2 separate regions of the Danio rerio genome follow, and region 1 is linked to region 2. The links are chromatin contacts, called in public Hi-C maps. All regions are on one chromosome and are shown on one strand. The core of a region is the stretch at or near the end of the contact, and the rest is flanking DNA. Distances in the headings are between cores, read along the strand shown. Region 1 overlaps tent4a (terminal nucleotidyltransferase 4A). Region 2 holds the start of si:ch211-152p11.4.

Region 1 (6,628 bases), core at 148-2,647, 270 kb before region 2:
GCAAAACTTAATGTGCAATATTTAATGTCATGCAAGGATCGCTGGTCTCACTCTCTCACATGCTTTGTTCTAAAGCGACTACTGTATGCTTCGTGCTTGGCTGGCTGGATGCAGGAATTACACATTACTAAGCCATACTTGCATGCTATTTTAGACTGGATATTCAAAGTAGCATGGTAAACAATATAGGTCAGGTTGTCAATGTTAAATTAACCAATGTGAAAATAAAACCAACTTCACCTCAGGAACAGTGCTATTTACTTATGTTTTGCCATTAAACTAAATAAAAATCTACATTATTAATGTTGTAAAAGGTCTCTTATGAAAAAAATAGTCACATAAATCTTTTGCTGGAAGATTTCAGTGGCTGAACAACACTTCCGTGCATATAACCCATTCATTTCAACAACACAATCTACATTAGCTCAAAGAGCTTAGAATGACCAGGAGGCGACACTTAATAGAATGTTCCATTGCAACAGCAGCGCCCAGCAACAGCCCTGGATTCTGCCATTTCGGAGTGAAAGCGATCGGCCGTCCATTGGATCTGATTGCTGTCGCCATGGCAAGCAGTTACTTTGTTTTTTATTTATTTATAAAGCGCAATAAAGCTGAGATACAACATGAAAGATGACAATACAACACTACAACAACAACATTATCACAATCATTAGCACTTTTAGTAGTTTATTTTACAGACTTAAAATATGCTGTTGTCCTATTGGAATTTTCAGTCCAAAATGACCATCACACCATCTAGTGGCTGTTTTCCAAAACTAGAGTGTCGCCTCTTGGTGATTCAGTGCTCTTTGAAGAGTTTTCTGTGACTAAAATAGTTTTAAAACATAACATTACCTGTCTAAAAGAAATACTTCAGCCATGGTGTCATTCTTCCTCCAGCGTGCAAAAATGGTATCCTCTCTCTCCCTCTCTCTCTCTCTCTCTCTCTCTCTCTCTCTCTCTCTCTCTCTCTCTCTCTCTCTCTCTGTCTCTCTGTCTCTGTCTCTCTCTCAACGGCTGCTCAAAAGTACAAATCTACATTTGTTGACGCAGTTTGAGCTACTTATCAGAATTATGGGAGTTATCGGCTTACAAACATTTTTCTTAAGTCAATCACCTACTGCACCTTTATAATACTAAATGGCAATGCCTCTTTCTCAGGATCCTAGCATCGTCCTAAGCTGTCCTGTTTTGTCTTCTCTTCTTCAGGCAGGTCCCAAGTTCCCTCTAAAGGGCTTCCACAATCCCGCCGTGGTGCACAGTCCTGTCCTTTCCAACCGAGGCCACATTCAGTACAACCGCAACACGTGGCGCCGCAGGAAGAGGGACAGTTTGCCGGCCAGCGTCAGCAGATAAAGACACTTTCCCCTCCACTCGCTTCCTTTCCCACCCATCTGGTCCCATCCTAACCCGATGAGAACTCATTGAGCCCTCCTACTGATGCCGAGAGCGCAGACAGACCAGCGTTTGAACCCAGCTCCTCCTTCAGTAGTTGTGGTGATTGGTGGTGCTAAGTAGTTCAGTCTGCCACTGAATCTGTGCATGTAAATGTTGACACTTTTTTTGACCTGTGCAATCTTCCTGAGGAAGCTTCGAGAACAGGAACTGTTTTTTCGGGCATCTACTCTACAACTTCCAGGTTGGCAGGTGAAACGTTCCTTTTTTTTTTTTTTTTTTTTTTTGTGAGTGTGTTTTCAGATTTTCAGTCAAAACGGGACACCCTTCACATGCTGGACGAACTTGATTCAGTGGATTACAAGTTTGTTTGTTTGTTTTGTTTGTGGTGTTGGGTGAGGATGTATGTGTATGTGTATGGTATGTATGTATGGTATGTATGCATGTATGTATGTATGTATGTGTGTGTGTGTGTGAGACGCTGGCTTCAAATCCTGCACTCGAGATGCTTCCAGAGACTTCCACCGTATTGACTGTACACCTCACGCAAACTTTACTTTGTTTTTTTTGTGCAATAGTTTTCTTTTGTTCTCTCTGGAAACGTATTTAAATTTGATTTCTTTGTCTGACTTTCTTTTTTTTTGTTTGTTTTTGTACAAATGTTTTTATTTTTGTAACGTTTTTAATTTTGCTCATCGTTTACAGATCCTGTCAGACAGGCTCCTTAAGGGAAAAGTCTGTTTTAAAACTGTTTAGTGAGAGTTTATATTCCCTCTTCCCCCTTTTTCGCAGCATAAATTGCACCTGATTGAAGCGCGAGTTAAAAGCGGCCAGTGTAGATCTCGCAAACAAAAAGACACTCTGCCTACAGGTGTCGCCATTTCCCACTTTGTGTTCCCACATCAGGAGCCATTGCTTTTATTTGTCTCGTTCAGTCGTCTGTCTTTAAGGTTGTTGTTGTTGTGTGGCGTTGGACTCGTGACATCAGAAAAGTCTAAATGCGCATTCGTTTATATGTGTATGTGTCCGTTTTAAATCGCAGTAGGTAAGGGTGAGACACAATTTTAGGGAGGCTCTAATGAACGTGCGAGCGAACTCCAGATCAGTGCAGCTTTATGCAAGGTGCCCTAATCGGACCTTTCGACTTTTGAACGGGCACCCGAATCAGACATGGCGGAGAAAGGGAATTTATTTTGATTCCTTTCTGGAATCTTGACGTGCATTTATTGCCAGGTACTTGCGCTAATATATGCCTTTTTGGTAATGACCTATTGCTGTACTGTATGTATTGTATATTTTGTTTTTGTATATGGCACACTAAAACTGTATTGCTGTTGCTCAGAACGTCACAGGCATACAGGTTATATTGTTACTATGCAAGTGAAGTTGAGGATCTCTCTTCCTGCGTCCCTCATGACAGCCGTTTTGCTTGTAAATCTTGTCAAGACCATCCCGATCTGAGAGCGACGCGTAGAGGTACATGTGAACAGTTCCTGTTTGCAAGTTCAGTCCGTTTTAATGGAGGGAAAAGCAACCGGACGTCTTGTCTGGAGTTAATATTCCCTATTTGAGATCAACCGGACTACATTTACTACTGTTCCAACACTACAACCATGACTTGCGCTCCTTATTGGAGGACTTTGATGGCCACAAACTTGCGTGACGTGCTTTACGAAGTCTAAGACTATATACGAATTGTCCTTGTAACTCTTTGACTCGCCTGCCTATCAATGCAATAGAGCAAATGTAACTCTAATAGCAGTTTCTGCTTTTAGATAGAACCAGCATCTTTTGCGAATGGGTCAGACGTTGAGGCAACTCTTCCCCTCCTTCGATTTGTCTGAATGGAAATGGCTCTGCTTTTCCTGCGGAGGTGTGTGTGGAAAGGTGTTTCACTCTGTGATGGTTTGACCTTTGTGGTGATGTACTGATAGATACAGTGTGAGACTCCTCATTGAATATCAATGATGGATTTTAAATGTACCCCCCCTTTTTTTTTTTTTGCTGACGTCTGTTATGTCACAGTGGCCAAAAGCACTCTGAACTTGACAATTATACTTAAAGACTTCATTGTGGCCACCCAGCATCCAAGAGGTCAGACGGAGGAATTGTTTTTGTTTTCCTTCAATATTTTTATGTATTTTTTTTTCTATTTTATTTTTTAAATAAACATCTTAAAACCATGCATAGTTTATTGTGGTTTGTATAAATTGGTTTATTATTAGTATTATTATTACTAATTCAATTCGTGTTTTTTACAGTGCTTTTTACAATGTAGATTGTGTCAAAGCAGCTTAACATTTTGAGTTTGAGTATAATTGTATAACTTTAACTCTGAAAACTGGACTGACACGATTTCAATTTCAATTTACTTTAGTTTGGTGTAGTTTAATTTTCACTGCTGAAATTCCAAATACTCTGTACACGTTCCAAACCAAGCATGCCAGTGGTGAGGAACAAACCAATTGACGAAAGTGATGGAAAAAATCTTAGGAGAAACCAGGCTTAGTTGTGCATGACCATTTCCACCCTGGACAAACTTCTCATGCAGAGCTGCAGTCTAGATGCTGGAGAAAGCTGGATGTCCATCGTGGAGAAACTGAAGGTGTTAGTTGGTCACTGGCGAGTGTTCAGGCTGGCCCACAGGATCAATGCGGGGAGACTCATCTGTCACTAAGTCAGGATTAAGTCTCATGCTCTCCAATCCTCCATGACCACCACAGCAGCTGCTCAGGATACGACCTGGTCCAGGGTTATGGAGACCTCTAGAAGTCCTCTAGGGTTGGCATCATATCTTCATAGGACTTGGATCTCGTCAATTATTCTACTACTTCTTCTCACCATTATTATTATTTTTTTATTACTACTACTAATTCAGGATTAAGCTGGGCAGTCAGTAGATCAGAGATGCCCAAACTAGGGCCCGTGGACCAAAGTTGCCCGTTTGTATCCTTTGGTTTGGCCCGCTAGAGGAAAAAAGATTGGGAGGGGAGGGATTGGGGAATGCCTTTAACCGAGATTCTCATTTCTATTTTGTTGTAACTTTTTGTCTGTTTTATTGTTGAGCTACAAAAAAAAGAATAGATGTTTCAATTAAATGTTGTAAATTAAACAGATTTTATTGAATGTACATAGTGTCACTTAATGAGTAGAGGACAAAGCAGAAGATGTTAGTGTGTAAATCAAGGCAAGGTTTGTTCAAATAATATACATTTTCGAAAATTAGAATGGATTACTAAATATGGTTGAAGTAATCTTTATATTTATTTTTAATTCCCTTCTGAAAAATCCAGCTTAAACCAGCCTAGGCTGGTTGGCTGGTTTTAGCTGGTTGACCAGGCTGGTTTTAGAGGGGTTTTGGCCATTTCCAGGCTGGTTTCCAGCCATTTCCAGCCTGGTCTTAGCTGGGAGATGACCAGCTAAAACCAGCTTGACCAGCCTAGCCAGGCTGGGAGCCCAGCCAAAACCAGCTTTGTCCAGCTTAAACCAGGCTGGTCAAGCTGGTTTTAGCTGGATTTAGCTGGTCATTTTCCAGCCCGACCAGCTAAGACCAGGCTGGAAATGGCTGGAAACCAGCATGGAAATGGCCAAAACCCCTCTAAAACCAGCCTGGTTGACCAGCTAAAACCAGCCAACCAGCCTAGGCTGGTTTAAGCTGGATTTTTCAGCAGGGTTGTTTTTAAATAAGTTAGGAAATTGTTCATGGCAACTTTAATGTTATACAGTTTGCTAGATTTACCTTCAGCCCACAGCTCTCAATCAAGCTAGGATGTTGGCCCTTCATAAGAAAGTTGGGCACGGCTGATCTAGATTTACAAACTACTTTTATAAATTGAGCAATTTAAATAAACATGAATTCCTGAGAAATTTATTTTATTTTTTTTAACAACTTAATTGTTTTATGTCAATTAGATTTGGGCTTATGTTAACTTAATCGATTTGTGTTGGGACAACGTGAATGAATTGTGTGGAACCATGCATTTTAGTGTACTGGGAACAGTACATGATTGTAGTTTTTTACCACTAGATGGTGGGCTTGCACCTCACAAACACCATAAGTCAGTCAGGGATGTTGTTTTTTATTGTTTTTATATATTTTGACTACCATAAAGGTGCAAGTTTGTGCTTGATTGAAAAATTAAACTGGGTAACCATGGTTGTGTTAAAATAAAATTAGATAGATGTTCATAAATTTCACTAGTCTTCAGTGATGTTTTAGTTCTATCAACTCTTTTGTAATCTGTTTGGATTTTATGATGAACAGATGAAGGAAGCTGAAAAACGTTGCCTTAGCAATGAGCTGAGTTATGCTCTAAAATATTATTTAATTTTATTTCAAGTAATACAAAATGTTTCTATGTTTTAAATGATTATGTTTAGGTAGTGACCCAGGTATAAAAAAAATGTGAGATGTTTTGAAAAAAAACACTTGCAGCCTAATTTAAAATGACGTATTTTTAAGGATTCAGCTATTTGTTTGCTAATTTCCAATGTTGCAGCAAATCACTGATGGTATTAAATGATTACAGTAATTAGATTGTTGCTTATTTCATTTCAAGTATACATTTGATTTTAAAATGCTCATCTGATTAGTTTGCTATCGATTTGTTATTACAGATTCTTCCAATTACACTTTTTTTTCCTCTTCTTTACATGAAATGTTCTATTTAGGTTTTAATGTTAATATACTGAAACAACAAACTAAATTATGTACTGGATATTACTATCTGGATTACGTTACTTACTATATTTTTCGAGTAGTTTTTTTTTTTTAATTATGTTGTTTCGAATGCAAATCACTTTGAGATTTTTTAAGTCTTCACATAGATACGCCAATAGGTGGCGACAAATGACTTAAATCATTTGGTGACAAAACTGCTGGAGAGGCGCGCGGTTTCTTTCTGCTGGGCCTGTTTTTTGAAAGTGTATACAGTTTTCGCTTGTTGAAAAAAAAGCTGACAGGTAAATGGGGTGTCTAAAGATGTCACTCAATAATGTAGTAGTATCTGTTGTTTTAAATGTCAAATTCTTGACAAGCTAAACTGAATAACGTTACAAACGCGACCAATATATGATTCATTTTCACTTGTTTAACTTTAGCTCTGGTCATGTGAGGTATTTCATCAAAACATTGGAACAGACAGGTAAGGTAAGACAGCAGGTAAGAGTATTAAATATTTTTTAAAAATCTGAAATGTTAGACTATCATGTGATGATAACTTAAATGTCAATC
Region 2 (6,332 bases), core at 1,382-3,881:
ATATATATATATATATATATATATATATATATATATATATATATATATATATATATATATATATATATGTGTGTGCGTGCGTGCGTGCGTGCGTGTGTGTGTGTGTTTTATGGTTGTAGTACTGAGAGGGGGGTCTGACTCTGTAGGGTATTGAGGGGCTTTATGTAATGATTCATGGAAAGACATGCAGAGGGCATACACAAAGAACCATTTTTTTTCTAAATATATTGAATATTTTGATGTTAAACAACCCCATTTGTACTATATAAAATATTTGGCAGAATGGGAAGTTTATTTGGTTCTTAAAGGTTCATCATGGAGCATTAATGTGCAGTTGTACAGAACCAAACTGAACATGTATAGTACTGAATATAACTTTTTAATTTACATCAATTTTTCAACTAATTAAAAATCAATTTTAACTGCAGATAGAAGCCAATTATGTTGCCTTTATACACTCACCGGCCACTTTATTAGGTACACTTGTCCAACTGCTCGTAAGTGCAAATTGTTAATCAGCTAATCACATGGCAGCAACTCAATGCATTTATGCTTCAAGTTCAAATCGAGCATCAGAATGGGGACGAATGGTGATTAAGTGACTGAACGTGGCATGTTTGTTGGTGCCAGACTCAGACTGGCTGGTCTGGGTATTTTAGAAACTGCTGATTTACTGGGATTTTCACTCACAACCATCTCTAGGATTTACAGAGAATGGTTTGAAAAAAAAAGAAAATATCCAGTGAGTCACAGTTCTGTAGGCGCAAATGCCTTGTTAATGTCAGAGGTCAGAGGAGAATGGTCAGACTAGTTCAAGCTCTTAGAAAGGCAACAATAGCGCAAATAACCACTCGTTATAACCGAGGTATACAGAAGAGGATCTCTGAATGCACAACACATCAAACCTTGAGGTAGATGGGCTACAGCAGCAGAAAACCACACCAGGTACCACTCTTGTCAGCTAAGAATAGGAAACTGAGGCTACAATTTACACAGGCTCATCCAAAATTTGACAATAGAAAACTGGAAAAGTGTTGCCTGGTCTGCTGAGTCTCGATTTTGCTGGAACATTTGGATGGTGGGCTCAGAATTTGCCGTCAACAGCATGAAAGCATGGATACATCCTGCCTTGTATTAATGGTTCAGGCTGATGGTGGTGGTGTAATGGTGTGAGGGATGTTTTCTTTGCACACTTTGGGCCCATTAGTTCCGTTTGAGCATTATCAATGCCACAGCCTACCTAAGTATTGTTGCTGACATTGTCTGTCCATATAACACAGTGTATCTATCTTCTGATGGCTATACTTCCAGTAGGATAACGCGTCATGTCATAAAGCACGAATCATCTCAGACTGGTGTCTTAAACATGACAATGAGTTCACTGTGCTCAGATGGTCTCCACAGTCACCAGATTCCAATATAATAGAGCACCTTTGGGATGTGGTGGAACGGGAGATTCACATCATGGATGTGCAGCCGGCAAATCTGCAGCAACTGCATGATGCTAACATGTCAATATAGACCAAAATCTCAGAGGAATATTTACAGTATCTCGTTGAATCTATGTCACAAGGGATTTAGACAGTTTTAAAGGCAAAAGGGGGTCGAACCCGTTACTAGTAAGGTGTACCTAATATAGTGCCCGGTGAGTGTATACACATTCTATGATAAGTTAACTTTTATGATAGTAAAAAAATGTTGCTATTATAAAAATAACATTTTTAGATGGTTGCCTAATCATTTTAAAAATGTGACTAAAAACTACAATCTATACTAGTACTAATATTCAATCTAATAACTGCTTCTTTAATATGATTAATTTCACATTCACATTTTCCCTGCGCTAAAAGAACTTGCTATAAAAACATGTGTTGTGTAACCGCTCCATCTACCGGACAAACATGGATTTGCAGACGTCCAGGAATCCAACTTCTTATAAAGTCACAAATAAAATGGCTCTTGGATTTCATAAATGCCGGTTTAGCGAATATATTATTTCATTTAGGCCTACTTAATTCGTTTAAAAAGATTAAAAGGATAAATCTCATCAATCAACTGAGTATCCATTGTCCTATGCATGCATGGTCTGTAGAGGGCGCTCTTCGAGAGCAATCGCCACAAACACCTGTTAATCATAATTTATCTCAAGCGGAGAGCAGGAATTCACGTAAAACGTATTATAGTATTAATTTTGTCATTTACAAAAGAAATGGGCAAAAATGTACTATTAATATCAATGGAGACAGTAAACGGATGTTCTGAATGCGCCTTGTAAAACTGTACCATAGTAACAGAGGTTTACTCCAAATTATAATTACGTAGCCTACTACAGCTATTGTTACTGCTGTAAAACAATAAGGTGTCAATCTTTTATCATCCTCAAACAGTAATCCTCCTGCAATTTTGTTTAATATCTGACACGTGATGACTAACCAGTTTCCACAGCGTCATTACAATGTTTGTAGTAACTGTGGTATTTTGACGTCAAGTACAGTAACAGTTCTCGTGTTAAACTCAACAGCGCTTTCAGTGTCATTATTATATGCTACTCGTCTTTCTATGTAGGAAGGGCAAGTCCAGACTGAACTATGGGTGTGACAGAAAGAAAATAGGCGTTGCTTTTGTCATTCAGGAGTAAAATGAAAAGAGGGACAAGCAAGACGTGATTTTAGACGGTCGCACGAAGTCTCGCTCCGTTCAGCCCACTCGCTTTGGATCGAACCGCTCTGTGTAAACAGACAAACCGACTCCGAATCACTCGGATATACTAAACCTGTTGGGGTCTGTCACAGGCGAGAAAAACGATCTTCCATAAGGTATGCTTATATGACATATGTCAGCTGTTTTGCAGTGCTCATGTTTCACGTTTTTTTGTGTTGTTACTGTTGTTGTTTACAATCTGCAATAGAATCGCGACGCGTCAATCTAGAGATCTCTTTTTAAAATCAACGATTTCGCGCGCTCACTATGTAGAGACGTTTGTTGATTATAAATTGAGATTTGTGTTTTGACGCGTCGTGCCTGTTTTTCCTCTTTCTCTCAAGTGTTTCCTTCATTCTTGACTTCAGAGTCTTCAGTTGACACGTTTCTAACAAAAGTAAAGCAAAAAACGTAAGTTACATTTTAACTTTTTAACAAGGTTAACAGACTAAGTAGGTTTCAAAAACAAACAGTATCTCTGAAGCAATCTGAGGAAACGTCTTACGAGATTTTACGCTAAATTAGACAATGATATGGCAAAGAGATAATAATTCTTTTACATGAGAAGTCAGCAGGAAACATAGTATAGTAGTCCACAGTATGAAGTACTTTTTCATTTATTTATTAATCTTATCTATCTGTAGTTTTACCTTTCAATTAACAGTTCTTAACCTTTACTTTAGTGAAGAATGTATTATTTATACATTTATACATAATTTAAAGACCCCTCCTCCCTTTCCCTTTAAACTTATTTACTCTTTTCCATTTTTGTTCAATGAAAAGCTTCCATAGATGTTAAAGTTCTTTCATAGAACAGACCTTAAGTTCATTTTATTTGAATTTGTCAGTCTGTCTGAGCTAGATGTAGTTTGTTTGGTATTGACACATAGACAGCAAAAGATGCTGAATATTCATTCATTTAATTTCTTTTTGGCTTAGTCCCTTTATTAACCTGGGGTCGCCACAGCGGCATGAACCGCCAACTTATCCAGCATATGTTTTACGCAGCTGATGTCCTTCCAGCTGCAACCCAACTCTGGGAAACACTACGGCCAATTTAGCTTATTCAATTCACCTATAGTGCATGTCTTTGGACTGTGGGGGCAACCGGAGCACCCGGAGGAAACCCTCGCAAACACAGGGAGAACATGCACACCCCACACAGAAATGCCAACTGACCCAGTTGGGGCTCGAACCAGCGACCTTCTTGCTGTGAGGCGATCGTGTTACCCACTGCGCCATAGTGATGCCTGATGCTGTAAATATTTTTATTTATTTTTGTCTGTTCTGTTGTCCTTTCTGCAGGCCTCTGTCATTTTCCTTATCAATCTGTGTTTTGGAACCCATCAAAATGCTTCGTAAGTCCAGTTCAGTGGGTACATTAGTAGAGCTGGATGGATGGGAGCAGGTGGATAGAGATGATCGCCCAGGCAGCTCAGAGGATGAGATGGACGGGGCTTCAGCATCCTACCCTTGCACCCCAGATGCAAAGTCAAAGAGTGCAGGAAAGGGTGGGCTGATCCGAGAACACAGTTTTAGTGTGGAAAATCTGGTTGGCTTGGATAAGGACTCTGATCTACTGAGAGTTACGAATCTTAATGAGAGTTTTAAAGCCTACAGTGACAGCCAGCTCACTTCCAATGCCAAAGGCAGCAGTGAGAGTGTGGAGAAGTGTTGCACTCTTCCTGGCTCTTTCCCATCCAAAGAGAAATCCGAAGAAACTCCTCATCACCGGCTGCAAGCTCACTCCAAGCTGGCAGCTGCTAAATTACACATTAAAAGTTTGTTTGGACAGGTGAGTTCTAATGCTTTTAGTTAATGAAGTTCATTGAATTGTAATAATCATTCAATCTTTGATATGACCATTTAAATAGTTCAGTTCACATGATGATAAGGTGACTATAAAATGTTTTCTTCTACTGCAGTTTGATGTTTTAATACTGACAAAGGCTACGTTTGTTTGGTCAGAAATGCAGTAAAACACCAATATTGTGCAATTTTATTGCTACTAAAGTAACTTTTAAATTTAAGTATTTAAAAAAAAAGTAAGTTATTAGTATGATCAATTTTAGCATCGTCTCTTGAATCTTTAGTGCCATACACACTTTCAGAAATCATACTAACATGCTGATTTGGTTCTCAAGAAACATTTTTTTCACTAAGTCCATTTTGAAACTTCTAATTTCAAAACTTCCCTTTATAACACAATGGTTGGGTTTGTCCATATTTAAGTGTTTGACAAATAGAAGTTGAAAATAACAATTTCTCTGGAAATTAACAGCATACAGTTGAAATCAGAATTATTAGCCCCCCTTTGAATTATTTTTTTCTTTGAATTTTTTTTCCCAAATGATGTTTAACAGAGCAAGTAAATTTTCACAGTATGTCTGACAATATTTTTTCTTTTGGAGAAACTTTTATTTGTTTTACTTCGGTAGTAATAAAAGTAGTTTAAAAATTTTTTTATAACCATTTTAAGGTTAATATTATTAGCCCCTTTAAGCTATATTTTTTCCAATAGTCTACAGAACAAACCATCGTCATACAGTAACTTGCCTAATTACCTAACCTGCCTATTTAATCTAATTAACCTAGTTGTTAAGCCTTTAAATGTCACTTTAAGTTTTATAGAAGTGTCTTAAAAATATCTAGTCAAATATTAATTACTGTCATCATTGCAAAAATAAAATAAAACAGTTGTTAGAAGTTGTTATGAGTTATTAAAATTATTATGTTTAGAAATGTGTTGAAAAAATAAGCTCTTCGTTAAACAGAAATTGGGGAAAAAAACGGGGCTAATAATTCAGAGTGGTTTATAATTCTGACTTCAACTCTGTATATATATATATATATATATATATATATATATAAAAAAAAAAATATATATATATATATATATATATATATATATATATATATATATATATATATATATATATATATATATATATTACTGTCATTTTTATGTGTCCTTGCTGAACTAAATGTTTGAACAAAATATTACTGACCCCAAACTTTTAAATGCAACTAGTAAATTTGAATTAAATTCATTTATTTAATACAATTTATTTAGCTGATTTCCAAGACATTTGCAACAAATAATTTATTTTTTAATGTACAAATATTCCAGGAATTGAACCACTATAATGTATATTTCATGACAAATAATGTCTAGAAAACACTTGTGTGTGCAAAACCTTCCTCATTTATCTTTGTCCACCCACTCGAACTGATGCCAAAACTATCACATAACCCTTAAATGTCAGCCAGCTTGATGGTGTTCTTCTTTTACAACCAGTGAATAATAAAAAAAAAAAAACTGAAATCTAATAAATAGATCACATAATATAATATGCTGAAAGACATTTCCTTCAATTGCTCTGAAGCTTTCTCACACTGGCCCTGGGCCATTAAGCCTTTTTTATTGTCGAGCCTTGTTTATGCTTTGTACAGTACAACATGTCATTCGTATACATCAGGAGCTGCAGAGCTTTCAGCTCCAGGATACAGTCTTGCTTTTTTCAAATCTGCAAGCCAAGTGTGATGATGTGAAAAGCCACGAATGCTTTTGTATTACACAATTAGTAAAGCTTGCTTTTACTCAGTTCTACCCCTTGAGATATAATGTTGCT

Evidence for each region. Hi-C and Micro-C count contacts between places; a contact is called where the count stands out from the background.
Region 1: a Hi-C map of hematopoietic stem cells shows a contact between it and region 2, with 6 times the contacts expected there. The contact joins the enhancer-like site here to the promoter of si:ch211-152p11.4 in region 2. A contact is called at or near these places in 5 of 18 Hi-C or Micro-C datasets (caudal fin, embryo, hematopoietic stem cells and 1 more) and 1 of 4 datasets of contacts at active chromatin or transcription factors (caudal fin).

What each region holds. Positions count from the first base shown.
Region 1 is chr19:30,220,345-30,226,972 of GRCz12tu, reverse strand. It overlaps tent4a (terminal nucleotidyltransferase 4A), which reads left to right. Exons shown (of 13, transcript XM_680973.9): 13 at 1,210-3,578. The coding sequence ends at 1,356. It overlaps LOC141379112 (a long non-coding RNA gene), which reads left to right and starts at 6,234. Exons shown (of 5, transcript XR_012395103.1): 1 at 6,234-6,357; 2 at 6,496-6,556. Within about 2 kb of position 1,397, at least 4 of the 62 cell types and tissues checked have an H3K27ac peak or open chromatin away from gene starts, as enhancers often do.
Region 2 is chr19:29,955,550-29,961,881 of GRCz12tu, reverse strand. It overlaps si:ch211-152p11.4, which reads left to right and starts at 2,631. Exons shown (of 6, transcript XM_697904.11): 1 at 2,631-2,816; 2 at 4,006-4,495. The coding sequence starts at 4,052.